Regions from separate parts of the Gossypium hirsutum genome. Here region 2 is linked to region 1. Evidence: chromatin contacts called from public Hi-C data. All regions are on one chromosome and are shown on one strand. The core of a region is the stretch at or near the end of the contact, and the rest is flanking DNA. Distances in the headings are between cores, read along the strand shown. Region 1 overlaps LOC107959991 (fruit protein pKIWI502). Region 2 holds the start of LOC107957050 (probable aspartic proteinase GIP2).

Region 1 (3,391 bases), core at 619-3,118:
CATGAAGAAAGGCTGAAGCCAATAGGTAGTAAAGATGACAAAATATGTTCAAGCATGGTTGTTGGTATCGCATCAATACCGGCCCTGCTGGCTGGTACATACCATTCCGTTTGTAAATAGGAAATAATTTTAAGTTTTGTTCCAGTCAAATTTCAGAGTGTGTTGGTGGTTGTCTTTCTGTCCATTTTGCCTATATTGGCCTGTGTTAGTGTATTAGTGTGTACCGGCTTGTACCAATTGGTATAAGATTTTTATATTTTAAACTAATTTTTAATATATAAATTTTTAACTTAACCATTCTAATTTTTTTATAATTACATTAAAAAAGAAAATATAATCATTAAATTAAGTTATTTATCCTGACTAATAGTTTTAAATTTTGTATTTGTGTATAACGTACATTACGTATGTAATTGAGCTATGTTTGTGTGTATATTTATATATATTATTTTAAAACTAAAAATTAAACTATTAAGTATATTTGAAAAAAAAATTATAAATGCAAATAAATTTGAAACAGTACACTAAAACACATTGGTATCGATATGTCCCAGTACCTAAGCAAAAAGGGTATATCCATTGATATGGTGCTGATGACCTTGTGTCCAAGTGTTAACCACATTCTAGCCAATATGGAAGAAAGCAATGGCTCTTAGTTGAGACTTCAAATCACTTTCAGTTAGACCGTGTATTTCTTTCTGTTAAAAGGACTAGTAAGCCTTAAATGCTAGTATTTCTATAGCATTATAGAATTAAAAAGTGGTTTATGACTAGGAATTAAACTATTTGAGCAGAATGCTATAGGTTCTCTTGACCTACTGGTAGAGATATATTTTTTTTTTTAAAATAAAAGAATTACTAGGAAAGAGGATTTGAATTTTACTGAATTTATTCACTTACCACTTAGCCAAATGCTTATGCTTAGGGGCTATTATATTATTCCAAATGTGAAGTCTTATTTAAGGAACATTATTGGGCTTGAGTTTTGCATTCTTCAGTTATTTCTAGTCTCCACTTGAAATGAAATCTTAACTGCTAGACGAATGTATGGCTGAGCCGTGGAACTGACTAAATGGACCTTTTCTAAGATTAGGGTAGGCTGGCGAATGAGATCCTGTATGAAGAAGCTCATTGCTTCATGTAGAAAGTGAACAAAGCCACTGTAGTTCACTTCATTATGGCAGGCAATGACTCAGTCAACTGGAAATGCCTATTCATTTCATTGATTCTTAGTTTTCCGACCACTTTTCATAAGCAACATTTTACGAGTCTGCTTAGGAGGTCATTTACTGTGTTGAGGAGTTGGGACATTGTATTTGTATATAAGGTGAATGTTGGTAAGCAGGGCATGAGTAACAGACTTATGCTACGTGAAAATTTTCACTTATTTTGAAGAGCTTATTTTTAAAGGAGTTTTTACTTATCTTTCTTGTTTCAAGTTAAAATTTTTAACGAATTATTCTTTATTTTATGTCCAACTATCGTAATATATACGTACTAAATAAGTTTTTTCATGTTATTACACTAGTAATTAAACAGGACATTATTGGTTTATGCAGGAAGTGACTTCAATACTTGTAGCAGATGGAGTTTCGAGTGAGAAGATCCTAAAGAACTTTTGATGGAGTTAAAACGGAACTTTTATTATTTGTTGTATCATTGAGGAAAAGCTGATAATTAATTCTTTCTCACCATAGCTAAGAATGAAAGCACACGCTTGGCTAATAAACTCTTCATGTTTGGGAACTAATTCATTCAGCTGCTAATGTTTTTGCTGAAGCCAACTCTGAGTAATTATGAGTGAGTTGGGTGATTCACTCCTGTTAGTCTTCTCATTTGTTGAAATCACAGCAAGAAAATAATATTCTTGCTCCATAAGGAAATTGGTAGGGAGGAGAATAGATGATGTTTTTTCAATTGTTCATAGATCAGAAGTTATTTTCTTATAAGGAAGTGGCGACGCTTTTTCTTCCATAGAAATTTTCATTGTGTTGAGAGAATGTCGGAGAGAAACTCGGCAAATATGTTTTAAAGAACACGGTTCATTGGACTTTGCTAATAGAGATTAAGAATCAATATTATTATCAATTAAAACGGAATATTAACTTGTTGATTGTAGGAAATCAAAGAATTTTTTAGGGTAATGGCAAGGTACATTGTATTTTTAAAGAGGGAATGGAAATTAAATTCTGAAGATGATGTTGTGGGAGAGATAATTATAAATTTCAAAAATAGATGGTAAATAGATATGAAAACAAACAAAAAAAAATTAGAATTTACAAGATTCATACAAGTCAAATAAGAGCAAAATCCAGTTTTAATTATTCAAGGTTATCTACATTAAAATAATGTTGTTTGAATTAGATTAGATCAACGAGTTGGATTGAGAATTGACTGGTGTATCAGACCAAAAAGAGGCTTTGAATCGATTGATTCATGAACTGGTATCTATCGATTGAATTGGATAAAAACTAGTTGAACTATATTTTTTAAGTTTTATCTTTTTTTTGAATTTTAATAAATTTTTAAATGAATTAATTGAACCAATTGAATTAATTCAACTAATAAACCAATAGTCTGATTGATTCGACCGTCAACTTATTTTAAAAAAAACATTGATTATAATCCCAAACTTGAAGTTTTTTAACCATATTAAGTTACTAATTACTTACACTGCCTAAATAATTCAAAAAGGCCTAAAACCAACTTGAAAGTTTAATAAAATAACTAGTCAAAATAAAGTTAAAAAACCTAATAATGAAAAAAAAAGTCCAAAATGCGTAAGGTATATTTGTTCTTCGCAAATTAGCTAGCATGAGATTGACACTATGCGTTAGTTTTTTTTACTCTTAGCGTAGTGATTTCACTATAAATTATAGTAATGTTTTCAACTATTTAAATTAGTAAAAGTTTCACATGTTTATTTAGTATTCATTATAGGGATGTGGTCAATGATTTTACATGAAAAAAAAATAGTTAAACAAATATTGAATTATAAATTACTTAAGACTTAATTAATATTATGTTGTATAATAAAAAAAATGTTTTGTAATGCAGAAAATAACTTATTTATTAGAAGGTAATCTAAATAGCCCATAGTCTATTGGTAGAAAAAAAAAGGTTCAAAATCAATGAGATTATGAAGAGTAAGTGACTTATGTTAGGACTATTATATTGGAACTCAAGATGCTTGTAGTGTTCTCATTTTGCAAACCACGGAAAGTGGTTTCAGGGACATTGTAGTAGGAGCTTTTGTAACAACCTAGTGAACCCACCACACATCCGTGTAGTAGGACTTTCTTTTTCAACTTTGATTCCAACATTGGCCACAACAGTCGTCGAGGATGGGCAAGATCCATCAGCCTCGACAAACTCGACGTATAATTACATC
Region 2 (3,391 bases), core at 268-2,767, 360 kb after region 1:
TTCAAGGAATGTATAAGAAATAATTGGGAAAATAATGTAAACCTATTTGATATTCTTTGCCAATAAGATCATAAGATATTACCTGTTCCAAAGAATGATTAATTAGTATAAACAATAGATTATTTTGTTTCAGGAATAAACATTTAGCAATATTTTGGACTATCCATCTTCCACTTATCTATTTGCCAATAACAACAATAAGTTTCATTCTTTTTTAGGAATGAATAAACAATATAATTTGTTAATAAAGCCAATAAAGTCATCATTGTTTGCAAGTTTACTTCAATATCATTGTGATAAATCAAATGTGTCTATATATTGTTCCTTTTTCTTTTTAATCAAACCTTGGCAAAATAGTCAACCAATATGCATGTGTCAAATGATCTTTGAGTATCACATAAATATTTTCATTCTCTTTGAAGGGCTATTTGAAAAACTAATACATAATTTTAAAGAATCTTTTACGTGTTTTCTTAGAAAAATTCATGATTAATATCATTATATAATTCTCAAGTATGAATAGATTTGAAGTACAAACTAATAATTACATTTAATAAACATTTACAATAGATAATAAGAGATAAAAAATCATACAATTTAATCAAAATTAAAACTAAACCAATAAATTCTATAAAAAAATAACAAATATATATTCACATAGAAAGCACAACAATTAAATTGGAGAAGAGATTTATAAATTCATAGAGATACAACTAGAGAATTATATAAATTGAACTTCTTAATAAAAATTGAATCAATTTATAAAAAAATTAGACTTACTTAAGTAATTGTGGATGAGAAGCGGAGACTATGAGCATTCTTTGCACTGAAGAGAAAGTGATTATCCCTAAGCAAATCTCTAGCAACCACTCACAATTTTTTTAACCAAACAATTAAATTTCAATACTTGGAGCCTAACAAAATTTTAACGTAAACTAAGGACCTATTACTCTTGAATAAGATCATACTAATAACATATTATAAAATAATAATAATGCAAAGAACATAAAAATAGTAGATGAGAATAAGAGGGATTTTTATTACATTTATTTTATTAATTATCGTCATTACAAGTAGTATACTCATATATATAGAGAGAGAGAAAGAGAAATTAGACTCTTAATTTTTTAATACATAAATAAAAAAACGGTTACAAGAAAATAAAAAGATGAAAAGTTGAGGAATATGAAAGATGAAAAATTGATTATAATTAACATTTACTTAATAGGATTCATAGCGGGAAAACATTAATTAACAAATTATAACATTTTTAATCGAAGGACAAAAACGAAACTTAAAAGCACCGGTGTAGTTTATTTAATCACATTTTTCCCCGACACTTTTCTTTATCCATTTATAAGTTATCCATCCGTGAGGCTTGACTTGCTCCAAGGAAAAAATAACCACAAAAACTCCAACACATAAAAAACGTGCCTTCGGGCATTTTTTTTTCCTCCCCGGGAAATGTACTGTAGAATCTCAAGAAGATAAAAGAAAAAAAAAGGAAGAAATAGATGGCAATGAGTCAGCCGCTACAAAGATAAACATTGTGATGGTCCCACAAATTCCCTCACTAGTGGTCTTTACCACTCTGTTTGTTAGCGATTAAAACAAATGAAATAAAATAAAATCAATTCAAATCTTATCCTTTTCCCTTACTAACAATTCCACCCAACCGCGTCGATCCATCGCATCTCCTTATTTCTTAAACTGCAATTTAACTTATTTAGACAATCAATACTAAGACTTGTCTACTGTTACTTTCCCTTCCTCACATGGCTTCCCTTTCTCAGTTTCTTCTCTTTTTCTCTTTCCTTTTCTGCCTGAAAAACACGTTTCCCGTTCTGGGTTTTCAATCAAATTTTGCTTTGTTTCCTGTTGCAAAAGATGCAGCAACTCTTCAGTATGTTGCAAGGATCTCTCATGGCGCTCCTTTGGGATCCACTGACCTTGTGGTTGATCTTGGCGGTTCGTTTCTTTGGATGGATTGCAATTCCGGACACGTGTCTTCATCATACAGGTTGATCTCAAGCTGCTCCGTCAACTGCTCTAGAGCAAAGTTCCATGATCTTGGAAGCACGAGTTGTCTATTAAACACCAACTGTTATGTGTCCCCTTACAATGGCGTAACAGGATCCACTTCAGTGGGGGAACTAGTAGAGGATGTCATAGCCGTTGATTCTGTTGACCCTTCAGATGTAGGCCAAAGCACAACCGTGGATCACTTTCTCTTTGCTTGTGCACCGACGTTTCATTTACAAGGTTTAGCAAGTGGTGCCAAGGGAATGATGGGTTTAGGGAAAGCTTCGATTTCGCTGCCATCACAACTGAGTTCTTCAATTGGACACCCTCAGAAGTTTAGTGTTTGTTTATCATCGTCAACCGGTGTCCTATTAACCGGCAGTGGTGACACCGTTTTCGGTACCAAAATAGCAAGGTCACTAGCATACACACCCCTCATCACCAAACAAAATGACTACTTGATTAATGTTCAATCCATCAAGATCAATGGAAGGAGATTAGCAGTCCATGAACAAGGCAAATTAGAAGCAAAATTAAGCACAGTTGTGCCTTACACCACAATGGTAAGCTCGGTTTATGCAATATTTTCTAAAGCTTATGTTGAGGCTGCCACTAAGATGAATATGACTAGAGTAGAAACTGTGGCTCCATTCGGACTCTGCTTTAGTTCTAAAGGGCCATTGGTGCCTGAAATTGATCTAGTTTTGCAAAGTGAGATGGTGAAGTGGAGAATTCAAGGTAGGAATTCAATGGTGAAAGTGAGCGAAGAGAGCATGTGCTTGGGTTTTTTGGATGGAGGGTTGGAGCAAAGTAGCCCAATTGTAATAGGAGGGCTTCAAATGGAGGATAACCTTTTGGAGTTTGATATTGGGAGTTCCATGTTAGGATTTAGCTCTTCTTTGTTGTTGAAGGAAACAACTTGTTCTTCATCCTTACAGGATTCCAAGCTGAAGCAATTTATCTGATTTATCTTTATCCTTTTTCTACTTTTCTCCCTTTTCTTTTGTGTGTGTGTAAAGGCAAGCTTGATGGATGCAATTTGTAAAGCATCATTACTAGTAATATGAGGAGAGGCACTATAGCTTTGAATTTTAATGATTTTGTTCAAATATGTCTAATGGATTCGATTTACTTGAGTCTGGCTTGACTACTGCAAAAACATGGATACATTTGTAGATAAAATACAAGCTCAAAATAGTATTTTAGTTGAAGGTCTAGAGTCGCATGAATAAAATCTTTCAGATTTTACTTTTCTTTTGGACTAAAAAATCTCAATGTTTATAAATCACTTTAAAACTTCAAATTAATTAAAAATCAAATCAAATCAAATTAATTTAAAAAAAAGGAACCTTTTCCAATATTTATTTTC

What was found. Hi-C and Micro-C count contacts between places; a contact is called where the count stands out from the background.
Region 2: a Hi-C map of seedling shows a contact between it and region 1, with 2.9 times the contacts expected there. The contact joins the promoter of LOC107957050 here to the enhancer-like site in region 1. A contact is called at or near these places in 2 of 34 Hi-C or Micro-C datasets (leaf and seedling).

Annotation. Positions count from the first base shown.
Region 1 is chrA05:76,661,888-76,665,278 of Gossypium_hirsutum_v2.1, forward strand. It overlaps LOC107959991 (fruit protein pKIWI502), which reads left to right. Exons shown (of 5, transcript XM_016896185.2): 5 at 1,560-1,750. The coding sequence ends at 1,622. Among protein-coding and RNA genes, the nearest start is that of LOC107959991, 9.0 kb to the left of the region's middle. Within about 2 kb of position 1,869, at least 1 of the 9 cell types and tissues checked has an H3K27ac peak or open chromatin away from gene starts, as enhancers often do.
Region 2 is chrA05:77,018,758-77,022,148 of Gossypium_hirsutum_v2.1, forward strand. LOC107957050 (probable aspartic proteinase GIP2) reads left to right here and starts at 1,518. Exons shown (of 1, transcript XM_016892480.2): 1 at 1,518-3,117. The coding sequence starts at 1,776. The coding sequence ends at 2,987.